Linked DNA regions of Rattus norvegicus: region 1 is linked to region 2. The links are chromatin contacts, called in public HiChIP or PLAC-seq maps. All regions are on one chromosome and are shown on one strand. Each heading gives the region's core, a stretch centred on a gene start, on an enhancer-like site or on the middle of the called end of the contact. The rest is flanking DNA. Distances are from core to core; before and after follow the strand shown.

Region 1 (5,235 bases), core at 374-2,873, 170 kb before region 2:
CGTCGTTTCCCCTCTAGAGCCCTCATCCCATGTCATTCTCACAGTTTCTGGTACACTTGAGTCAGGCAGTTTCTACTCCTGCACTTTCTATACCTGTCACCATTCTGCTTGTCTACCATGAACATTCTCCCCCTCTGGTAGGCTGTTTTCATTACAAATGTCAAGATTTACACAGAAAACTGTGGCTTATTAAAGCCTTTATTCTAACAAATACATATACTCAAAAACCATGAGTTTCAATCATCAGCTAAATTTCTTATACTGTATTACTTTAGTGCCCTACAGTGAATAGCACATTTCAGAATCCCTGCATTTCTGGTACAGTGTGTATGCAGTAAGAACTTACATGGGTTGAATTAATAAACGTCCATGTGGTTTGCTTTTGATGTGTAAACTGTAACACTGGTATCTGCTACATGCAGCACACGTCTTAAAGTTTTCTAATTTCTTCATCTGTAAAAGGGAAGATTCTGCACCTACCTAATAGCTTAGAATCTTAAAAATAATGGATTTAGCCCCATCTCCAGCACTTTGAAAGTACACATTCAAGTAAGCAAAATCTTTTTTTTTCATTCTCCAAGTTTTTCCAAACTGATAATCTCAGAAAACACCATTTCTCCACAGCTTCCATCAGACATAAGAGATTCTCCTCCAATGGTCTTAAGATTTTACAAACATTCTTCGTTCAGACTCCTGTCTTTTAGCTTCTTACGGGATCAGTAGCTGGAATACCAAAGTCTTAAGTCACTAATGCTTGCAGTCTACTTACTGCATCTCACTCACTCACTGGTTTCCTCCCTTAAAGTTAGAACCCACGACCATAAGGAAGTGGTAACCTACCCTACAGAAACCACTCAACACCTTTCTCCAGAGTGCCAATGATCCCCACCCCAGCCTGCCCGCACCCAGGCTTTATAGAATTTCCAGAAATCTGATTATCTAGTGCAAATTTACACCTCTTCCTCGTAGATTAAGAACCCTCCTGCTACCCGTTCCAAAATAGAGAATGAGTTTCTATCATCAAAAAACGAGAGAGGAGATCCACTTAAACCTTCTCCCCATGAGGTCATGAAATGTGTTTCCTTCAAAAAGAGACCAAAATCCGGCCAAGCCATCCCGCCCCTTCCCGACAGAGTCCTGTGTGTCAGGTCCACTCCCAGGCTGGTCACTTGCAAGCTGATGTACTCGCAGGGACCGGAATGCCTTCCGCCCACCGTGGCAACTCCCTGCCCACTCCCGTGCTCTCCTCTCCCTCAGCCCAGGCCGCACGTGGCCTCCCACCGCCAGCTGCTTCCCGGGCCGCTACTCACCGCTTCTTGGGGATGGTGCCCGACTCCGGCGCGGCGGGAGAAGCAGCGGGCGACGCCCCGGCCGCCGACGCGGCTCTCCGCGCTTTGCACTCATTGGTACTTGGAGCCTCCTGGGGCCGGCCCAGCAGATGGCCCGACAGAACCCGCAGCCGCCGACGCGCGCGGACCGCGTCTGGGTCCCGCTCGCTCGCGCCCGCCTCTCCCGCCGCCTCCGCCATGGCTTCCGCCTTGTGCTGCCGCCCGAGGCCGCTGGGCGCGGGTGAAAGGTCACTCAGAGCGGCGCCCCGCGCGACCATTCGCTGCAGCGCATCCCGGCAGTCACCGCGGCGACTGGCGGCAGGGGCCTTGCGCCTGGAGCTTCAACGGGCTCTGTCCCCGCCCACAGCAGTCTCGCCCCGCCCCTCCCCGCCTCGGCCACTCCCGCCGCCGCGCCTCGCCGCGCCTCGGCTTGGCGTACCTGCAGAGCAGGTGAGTTCCAGAGGATCCAAGATTGGCCCAAAGGGACAGGAGGAGAGCCAAACTACACAGCACACCCGCAATGGCCAAACCTATGGGTGTGGCGTCCTTGGATGTGGCCCGAGCGCCTGGAGGCTATTTTCTGGGACAGATGCCTAAGAACCTGAATTGTAGTTGTGGTGCTGCTGATCTGGCAATGGAGCCAAGCCTAGTGAACAACCCTACTTCCCCTGCTAGGTCAAAAACCGATCCTTTAAGCGATAGAGCCAGTATCCCATCAGTCTCGCTTCTCATCACCTACTTAGTGTCTAACACTGCGCTCAGCACTCTCGTGGAGGTCAGAGGACAACTTCCAGTAGACTCCTTCCACCATGTGGATCCAGGGCATCAAACTCCGGTCGTTAAACTTCGTGGCAAGTACCTTTACCTACCAAGCCATCTTGCCCACTTGGAGATGTGTTTTTTATACAGCCTTCAAGCTAATGGTTGTTTTGGGGTTTCTTGCTGCTGCTGCTGCTGCTGCTGCTGCTGCTGCTGCTGCTGTTGTTGTTGTTTGTTTACTTGAAAAGGTGTTGTCTGCAAAAATACTATTGAGTTTGTTTTGTTTAAAGTGTAGTTATTATACCTAGTGAGACTCCACTGGAGAAAAGTAATTTTCTTTTGCTCATGATGGGTACCAGTTTCAGATAGCTTCTGGGTTAAAGGTGGGACGCTGTGTCCACTTCACTCTCTCAACTCTAGGACTCCATCTGGCTTGATTCTCTGTAGGTCCTTTGCATGCTGTCACAATTCCTGTAAGTTCCTATGTGAATTAGTTCTGTTGTATCCGGAAGACACTTTCTTTGGAGTCATCCATCACCTCCAGCTCTTAACAATCTTTTCTCCTTTTCTGGGTAGATCCCTGAGCCCTGAATAGAGGGGTTTGATGAAGACACTCTATTTGGGTGGCTTAGCATCTTTTTATACTTGATTTTCAGATGATATAAAAGCTACAAAGGCCTAGTAATATCTATTTTTGTGGAACTACCTCAGGTCTCTGTTGAATTCCCTTTGCTCTTCTGACTTTTAAGTTCATGAACCCTGTTTCAGCGTCAGTGTACATCATCCCACCAGGGCAAATCTGCTCCTGCTGGGTGTGACTGGGATTCGGTGGATGACCAAGAAAGCAGATATACATTCCTGAGCATTTGATAACAGAGGAAAGAGATCCTTTGGCAAGGATCTAGAGAAGTAGATCTTACTTCAAAAAAAAAAATTAAACCTCAGTTCACCTTCCAGTACAGTGCACATAATCTCAAACATTTTGTCTTCCTTGCACCAGCTGAACAAAAAGACACAACCATATTCATTAGCTTGATAAAAGTCACCAGAGGAGGTAGAGATGACTCAGGCCAAGAATTAAAGAGCTAAGGGTTTTTCCTAACCGACGTCCCCTCCATTCATCCAGTCATTGCTCCCACTTCCTCATATTTTACTTCCGTTATCTTCATCAAACAAACTCAGATGTCACCAGTGACATCGCTGCACAGAAAAATAGCAACGTTGGTTTTGATTTATCAGTTATTGAGTCTCGATGTTCTATAGCCTCTAATGTAGATTATCCTTTGCTCTTGCAAGAGCGTATTCATTCGCCTGTGCTTCCTTAAATGAAACAGAAGCTCTGTCCTCATCTGCCTCCTTCCGTGCTTCCTTCTTCCAGTGGCCTCACCGCCATTTTGTTCCACCAACCTCGGGTTCTTTTACTGCGGCTTTGCCTCCGTACAGCTGGCACTTCCCCCACGCCTTTCTCTCCGCGTGCATTGTTTCCCTAAGCATGTCTGTTCACTTTCGATGTATGTCTTCATTTAATTCTTATTTATGCGTTTCTTTTCCTGCAAAAGAGCCAAAGACTTTGTGAAGGCAGAAGTCATACTGTAACAGAAACATACACTTCAGTTTATATAAGGAGCTCAAATTTTTGAATCTAGGGAAAGAGACTAGAGCTACAGAGGAAAGTGCTCTAGCTAGCAATTCATGTTTGGTTGCCTCCTGCAATTGCGCTTCAGTGATCAGCGGAAGCCAGGTCTTCAACCTGGTTCTTTGTTACCCTCCTCCAAGAATGGTATCCACAGACGTCAGAACGTAAATAGGAGGTACTTTATTATCAATTCATCATGATTAACAACTTTAAACCGGATAAAACAGGATTTAAATAAGATAAGTTTGAACTCTTGTCCACAGGAGGATACTATCTTGGAGCCATAGAAGCTCTGAGAAATGTTTTGTGGTTTGTTTGGAGGTTTTGTTTGCTTTTTGCTCGCTCGCTCACTGGCTGGCTGGCTGGCTGGCTGGCTGGCTTGCTTGCTTGCTTGCTTTGGCTTGAGGGGTCAGCCGTGGCTGACCTACAACTCAGGATAAGATGAAGATGTCCTCCAATTCACAAGATCCACCTGCCTGTGTCTGTGCTACAGTGTTAGGATTAAAAGCCTGTGGCCCTCTACTGACAACCTTGGGGAGTGTTACAGCTTTCGGAGGCTGGAAGCAGCCGGTTTGAGTCTCATCTCATCTGCAGTGTCTCAGAGGCTGAGGACAAATAGGTCTTCCCCAACTCCTACTTCCTGTAGCCACTGGTTGAGTACCAGGGACCAATATCTCTCCAGTGACTCTTAAAGGTCTTCTCTCCTGAGCGAGCTGCCTGGGAACTGGATTATGAACTCTTCGTTCAGGCCTCATCCCCTGAAAAGAACAGGAGTGTCTGCCTTCTATAGGCTTTAGTCTGAATTTATAGGGTACCAAGTAGACTCTGATTGGCAGAACTTGGGTTTGCAGAGAAGACGAGGAAATGAGACCAATCAGGGAAGAGCTTTCAAACCGGGTGAGAAAAGATAAGAACCCTGGGCCAACCAAACATTTCTAAAAGTCCACCATCAAATCTGCCACGTCCCCTACCCTGTCTCTGCAGGGGGGAATTTAGAAGAAAATCTGTTCCTGTCTATGCCCAGTTACCTGGCCTAGTGCTTCCTTCATCTAGGGAATTTTGCTCAGATGGGGTTTCTGTTTCTTTGGAGCTTGTTTGCAGTTCTTCTGCCCTCAAGGCTTGAGGTTGCCAGCTGTCTGGTGGGGGTGCCTCTGGAGAGGGTGCCCCTAACAGTACTTCCACAATGGGGGGACTGCTCTATAGCTAAAGTTTTCCAATCCTTGACAACCAAATTGCTGTTCTCAGCACTTAAAATGTGACTAGCATGACTGAAACCAATGAGGAGTTATGGGGACATAAGTGGCACTTTTTTGTGTTGGGTTGCTGTGTTTTGTTGAGACAGGTTCTTGTGTAGCCCAGACTGGCTTCAAACTTGCTGTGTAGTCAAGGATGACCTTCTACCTCTAGTTCTCTGTCCTCCACCCCCTAAAATATGGGATTGTAGGCAGGTACCATCAAAGTCCAACTTCCAGTTTTTACATCTCAATTCATTTAAATTTAAACGGTCATGTT
Region 2 (4,996 bases), core at 528-3,027:
CAGCCAGTCAGTTATTAAGACATTCCTACGCAAAATAGGCATATCCCACAAAGAACAAAACAGAACACAGCCAAGACGTAAAAACAATCCCATAATAATACCTTGTAGGGACTAAGGGTGTGGGTGGGTGAGTTTTGAGGCAGGCTCAAGATAAGGGCAGGCTAAGCTAGCCTGGAACTTGAGGCAGTCCTACCTTACTTAGCCTTTCAAATACTAGGATAACAGGTGGGCACGCAACATTCACACGTAGTTCCACTACTTAGCTATCTGTAATCAATTTACCTTGGTTATACCCATTTCCGTCGAATGGTTTTAAGTGACTTCGAATGCGATTCCTATATTCACAACTACGTAAACTTGGATTTACAAGGCATAGTACATGCTGCCTGACCAGAGGAATTAGGAACAAAACCGTAACTGACTTAGGAAATAATCTACACTGTGACTTTCTTTTGAAGGTTTTACTTTCGCGTGAACGCTTTTAATGAACGCATTAAGACAATTCAACACAAGTCCTTACGGGGGCTCACATTTACACATTTAAAACATCTTCCATTCTCTAGAAACAGAAATGTTAGGACATTCAATATAATAAAAACAGCCACATACCAGAAACCCGTTAAATGATCAACTACCCAAATAATTCACTTAGTCCCATTTATTCAAGCCTCGGATAAATGAATTTGACAATACACAAAAAACAACATCTCTATACACACAAAATTCACGTAATCGTGGTTATGTTCGAGTGTGATCGCAGTTCTCTAAAACCAAAATCCAGTAAACCATAACCCGGGCCAATCCGAAATATGAGAAATTAGATAAATAAGTTCCAAATAAACAACTACACTCAAAACCCCGAAATGGTTAAGACTTCAACCGTAGGACGCTGTAAATACTCCATTCCAAATCCTTGAGCACAAGCAGCGGGTTAGGAAGCACCTTAAAGCAGCAAGCTTTTCAGTAATGTATCCCCAAATGAGCGCTGAGAAAATCCGGCCAGAATATTGCGCGGATTGTCATCACCCAGAAGGCCCGCCAAGGCCTAGATAGATCCGCGCCGGCAGCACCCCAGCGGAAAGCACCGCGCCCGGAGCCTGGAGGCCATCTGCGGCATTTTCTGCCCGGCCGCCTCCCGCCGTTCCCTCCAATCCCGCGCACTCCTTCTTGGCGGCGTAGCCAGGCGGCGGCCATTGCGGGCCAATGCGCCATTTCGTAACGCGGCGGCAGATCAATGTCAATGTGGCCGCCGCCCGCCTGCTCGCTCGCCCGGATGTGCTCCTCCCCTCCCCCACCTCCTCCTCCCAACCGCTCCCGCGGAGGCCCGCCATGCCGCCCGCGGCCTCGCCAGTCAGGCCCCACAGCCCGAGGGCTCCTCGCCGGGCCGCAGACCTACTCCCCGGCCGCGCCGCGTCTTCGAGGGCTGCTGGTGCGGCCGGCCGAGAGGACCAGGGCGAAGGAGGGCCTGGATGAGGCCACTCGGCCCGCTCCCCTCCCCCTCCCACCGCCCTCAGAGCAAAGCGCGGGACGATCGTCCCGGTTTCCCCCGGCCTCCCCGCTCCCATCGAGCCAAAGCCCCCCCAAGCCGGCAACTACCCAGCAACCCCCCGCTCTCCCCCTAATACCTCCTCCCCCCGGCGGCGGCGGCGACGGCCGGAGTCAGGCTGGGGGCGACCGGGCGGCGGTTTTACCTCCATTTTGAGACCGGACTCGCCTCTTCCAACTCGAGTTCAATATGGGACCGAGAGGAAGAGGCGGGGCTAGTAACCACGTGATGTTCTATCCGCGCGCCGCCCGCCCATCGGGGGCGGGGTCACGCCAAAGCGGAGCGCGACTGGACCAGTGGGTTGGCGGGCCGAGAGTGGAGAGCAGGGATTGGGCCGCCAACGGGAGCGCGCGCGCCTCGCCAACTTCCAACGCAGCGCCGCCCTCGCCGCGGTTCGCGCCCGGCAGCTACGCTTACGTCAGCTGCAGCTTGACCAATAGCGAGTGCCCACGTCGGGAGAAAGCCGCGTGACCGCGCGTCAGCTTAGAGAAAGGCCTTTCCCTTTCTTCCAGCGCCTCTCGCCCCTCCCCCGCGCTCTTCTGGGTCTCTATTTCCGAGTTCGCCCCACTCCAGTGCCAGATTTAAAGTCACGCTTTTCTTACTTGAGACTTAAGGTTGTAAGAAAGTCGATTGACCCCTTCGCCTTCCTCGCGGGTGCCCAAATATCGGAAGCCGAGGTGTGGAAAATATGGCTCCGCCAGCTTGGGAGACCCACACTGCAAGTTTCAGTCTTGCACTTCTCACAGACCGCAAAATGCGGCTGAGTTAATAAGATTTCACCTTAGGCAACTTGCTTATTTAAAAGATTAAGATAGTCTGCGAGGAAGAAGCAGAACCACTTGTTTTGGGTACAGAATCTAGAGAATGGGACCATTTCCAAAGTTTCTAAAAGGCTTCTGGCCATATAGGCTACCTACCTGTTGACTAGATATTTGTTCCTTATTTAATGTGGTCATCTGTTTCAAGTTTTACTGTGCAGCATGTGAATGAAATAAGTCGAATCCTTTTTCTGCCTGGCAAAGGGATTCGGAATCATTTGGACTTTAGTTGCTCAAGTAAAAGTGAACATAGGATTAGGTGATCTCGAAACACCCACTGTAAGGGGCCATGGTTCGCTGAAGAATGACACCCCCCGGACTCATGTAAACGCAAAATGTTTTATTCTGTAGACGTCTAGCATGCTGGAGTTTCCCATTACCAAGATAGAGCCGGAAATAAGTTCGCAGGCTCAGTTTAAAGCACCTTAGTGGAATCCCGGGGTTGGTGGTTGTCTTTCTCTAGGTATTCCAGAACCGTTGCCGGGGTGTGGTGGCTGGAAACTGTTGCTGAGGAATCCGGGGGTAGGTGGGCTGTGTTCTACTGCTATCTCTAAGAACATTCCATTACTGGGGCGTGGGGGCTGGCTGGAAACTATTGACCCATTGTCCTTGTTTCAGGCCAGGTGGTGGGGCAGTTTCTGACTAGCTGAAGCCTGGGATTTTAGGCCTAGTTCCTTAACTGCTAATTTGAAGCCTGTCGTGGAATCAGCCTAGCCTTCTCACCACAACTGTAGATTAACAATTTACAGATTTGCCAGGCATAGTATGGGACACCTCTAGCCTACTCTGAAGAAAGAGGCTGATGTGTCTCTGGCCCTACGTGGAGTTTCAGGGAGCCAGTGTATATATAGTGAGACCCTGTCTCAAAAGGAAAGAAAAAAATTTGCAGATCTCTATTTAAAAGTATTGGGGCGGGGGGGGGGGGAGGCACAATTGACAAAGTCTTTTCCTGAAACAAATTGCATATTTTAACATTCTGTGTAACAAATTCCTTTGTAGTTTAACTGTTCCTTCCTGTGAAAGATTAGAAATGGATTCAGATGGTGGCACACACCTTTAATTCCAACACTCAATCGTGAGGCCTTAGCCTGGATCCTCATCTCTGCACACTGGACGGGTGACACACCTTCTAATCCCTCAAACTCACAGTGCTTGGGGAATGGAGGTTGGGAATTTCAAAAGAACCAGGGCAGCCACATGTGGTGCCTCAGGACTTTAGTCACAGCAATCAGGAAGCAGATGCAGAAGGATCTCTGAGAGTACCAGGCCAGCTAGCTCTTGGACATAGACACCCTGTCTCAAAACAGTTCAAGGACATTTACAAAGTGGGTGTGAGGCCACCCTGGGCTACAGGATACCCTGGTTCTAGTTTGCTTTCTGTTGCTGTAATAAACGCCATGACCAAAACCAACTTAGAAGAGGAAAACCTGGTGTAATTCCAGGTCGTGGTCACCACTGAAGGAAATCAAGGCAGGAATTGAGGCAGAAACTACAGCCGATCTTTGGCTGGCTTGCTCCCTGGGGCATGCTCAGCTACCTCTCTCTCTCTTTTTTTTTTTTTTTTTTTTTTTTTCCGGAGCTGGGGACCGAACCCAGGGCCTTGCGCTTCCTAGGCAAGCGCTCTACCACTGAGCTAAATCCCCAACCCTACCTCTCTTTTTTTGATCCTTGGTTTTTCGAGATGGTTTTGAGAGACCGAGTTTTTGGCTTTAGACTCCATCTTAGAAAGCCTGACCGAAGTTTACACTCAAGTAAGCTAACAGTTCAGTATCTAGCTCCAGTCTCCAGTTTACCTCCAATAAAACCTGAGCCTAGCTCCAGTTTCCAGGCTACCTCAAACAAGGCCTGCTTCTCCAGGTATGTTCCCCAACAAATCCCGAATCTAGCACTGGTTTCCAGGTTATTCCTCAACGAATCTACACCTGGGTTTGATAACCTGCCTAATAGCCACCAATTAAAAAAAAAAAAATACCAGAAGTTTATGGTTTGGCTCCTAGCACCAGCCAATTACACTAAAGGCCATAGTAACACCCCAATTAGATGCTTGCAAGGCCAGAAACACTCACTGCTTGATTGCCATTTTCTATGAAACCTTGTTCCATTGATGGGCCTTTCCTCACCAGAACTGTCCTGTGGGTCTGCAGTGTGTTAAGCCCCAAGCTTGACCTTGTTAATAAAGACCCTGGTGTGATCGCATTGGATAGGCTCCTGATTGGTCTTTTGGGGTTCCTGAATATCCTTGGTACTACATTTTAGCGCATAGGCCTGGTTCTCCAGGGCTTTCAGGACTACCTCATCTAGATGCTGGCAAATCCAGGTCTATATAGGAATATCTGTATGTGTTTGTAGCCCATGGTAAGCTTTCTGCTTCCTGTCTGTACACTAAATGTGTGCATGTAGTCTTGCTGTGAAGCAGTTCGGTTCCACATGCAGTCGTAAACTCTGAGTGGTGCCACATCTGTAAATCTGTTCTGGAAAAAGACCTTGACTTTATATGTATGGCCGAGATGCAGTTAAGATAGATGTATCAGGGGGCCATGGCCACAAGGGATGAGGAGACGTCCTGAGACCCACTCTGAAGTGGGCATGGACTTGGAGAGCCAAGGGCGCCTCACCAATCTGATTACTTTCA

What was found. HiChIP or PLAC-seq counts read pairs in DNA pulled down with a chosen protein or histone mark.
Region 1: a contact with region 2 is called in an H3K27ac HiChIP or PLAC-seq map of oligodendrocytes, with 5 times the contacts expected there. The contact joins the promoter of Agps here to the promoter of Hnrnpa3 in region 2. A contact is called at or near these places in 2 of 12 Hi-C or Micro-C datasets (the A7r5 cell line and mammary epithelial cells) and 1 of 1 datasets of contacts at active chromatin or transcription factors (oligodendrocytes).

The regions. Positions count from the first base shown.
Region 1 is chr3:81,150,987-81,156,221 of GRCr8, reverse strand. It overlaps Agps (alkylglycerone phosphate synthase), which reads right to left and starts at 1,623. Exons shown (of 20, transcript NM_053350.2): 1 at 1,311-1,623. The coding sequence starts at 1,606. It overlaps LOC134486388 (a long non-coding RNA gene), which reads left to right and starts at 1,622. Exons shown (of 3, transcript XR_010065235.1): 1 at 1,622-1,778.
Region 2 is chr3:80,982,715-80,987,710 of GRCr8, reverse strand. It overlaps Hnrnpa3 (heterogeneous nuclear ribonucleoprotein A3), which reads right to left and starts at 1,777. Exons shown (of 11, transcript NM_001111294.1): 1 at 1,626-1,777. The coding sequence starts at 1,697.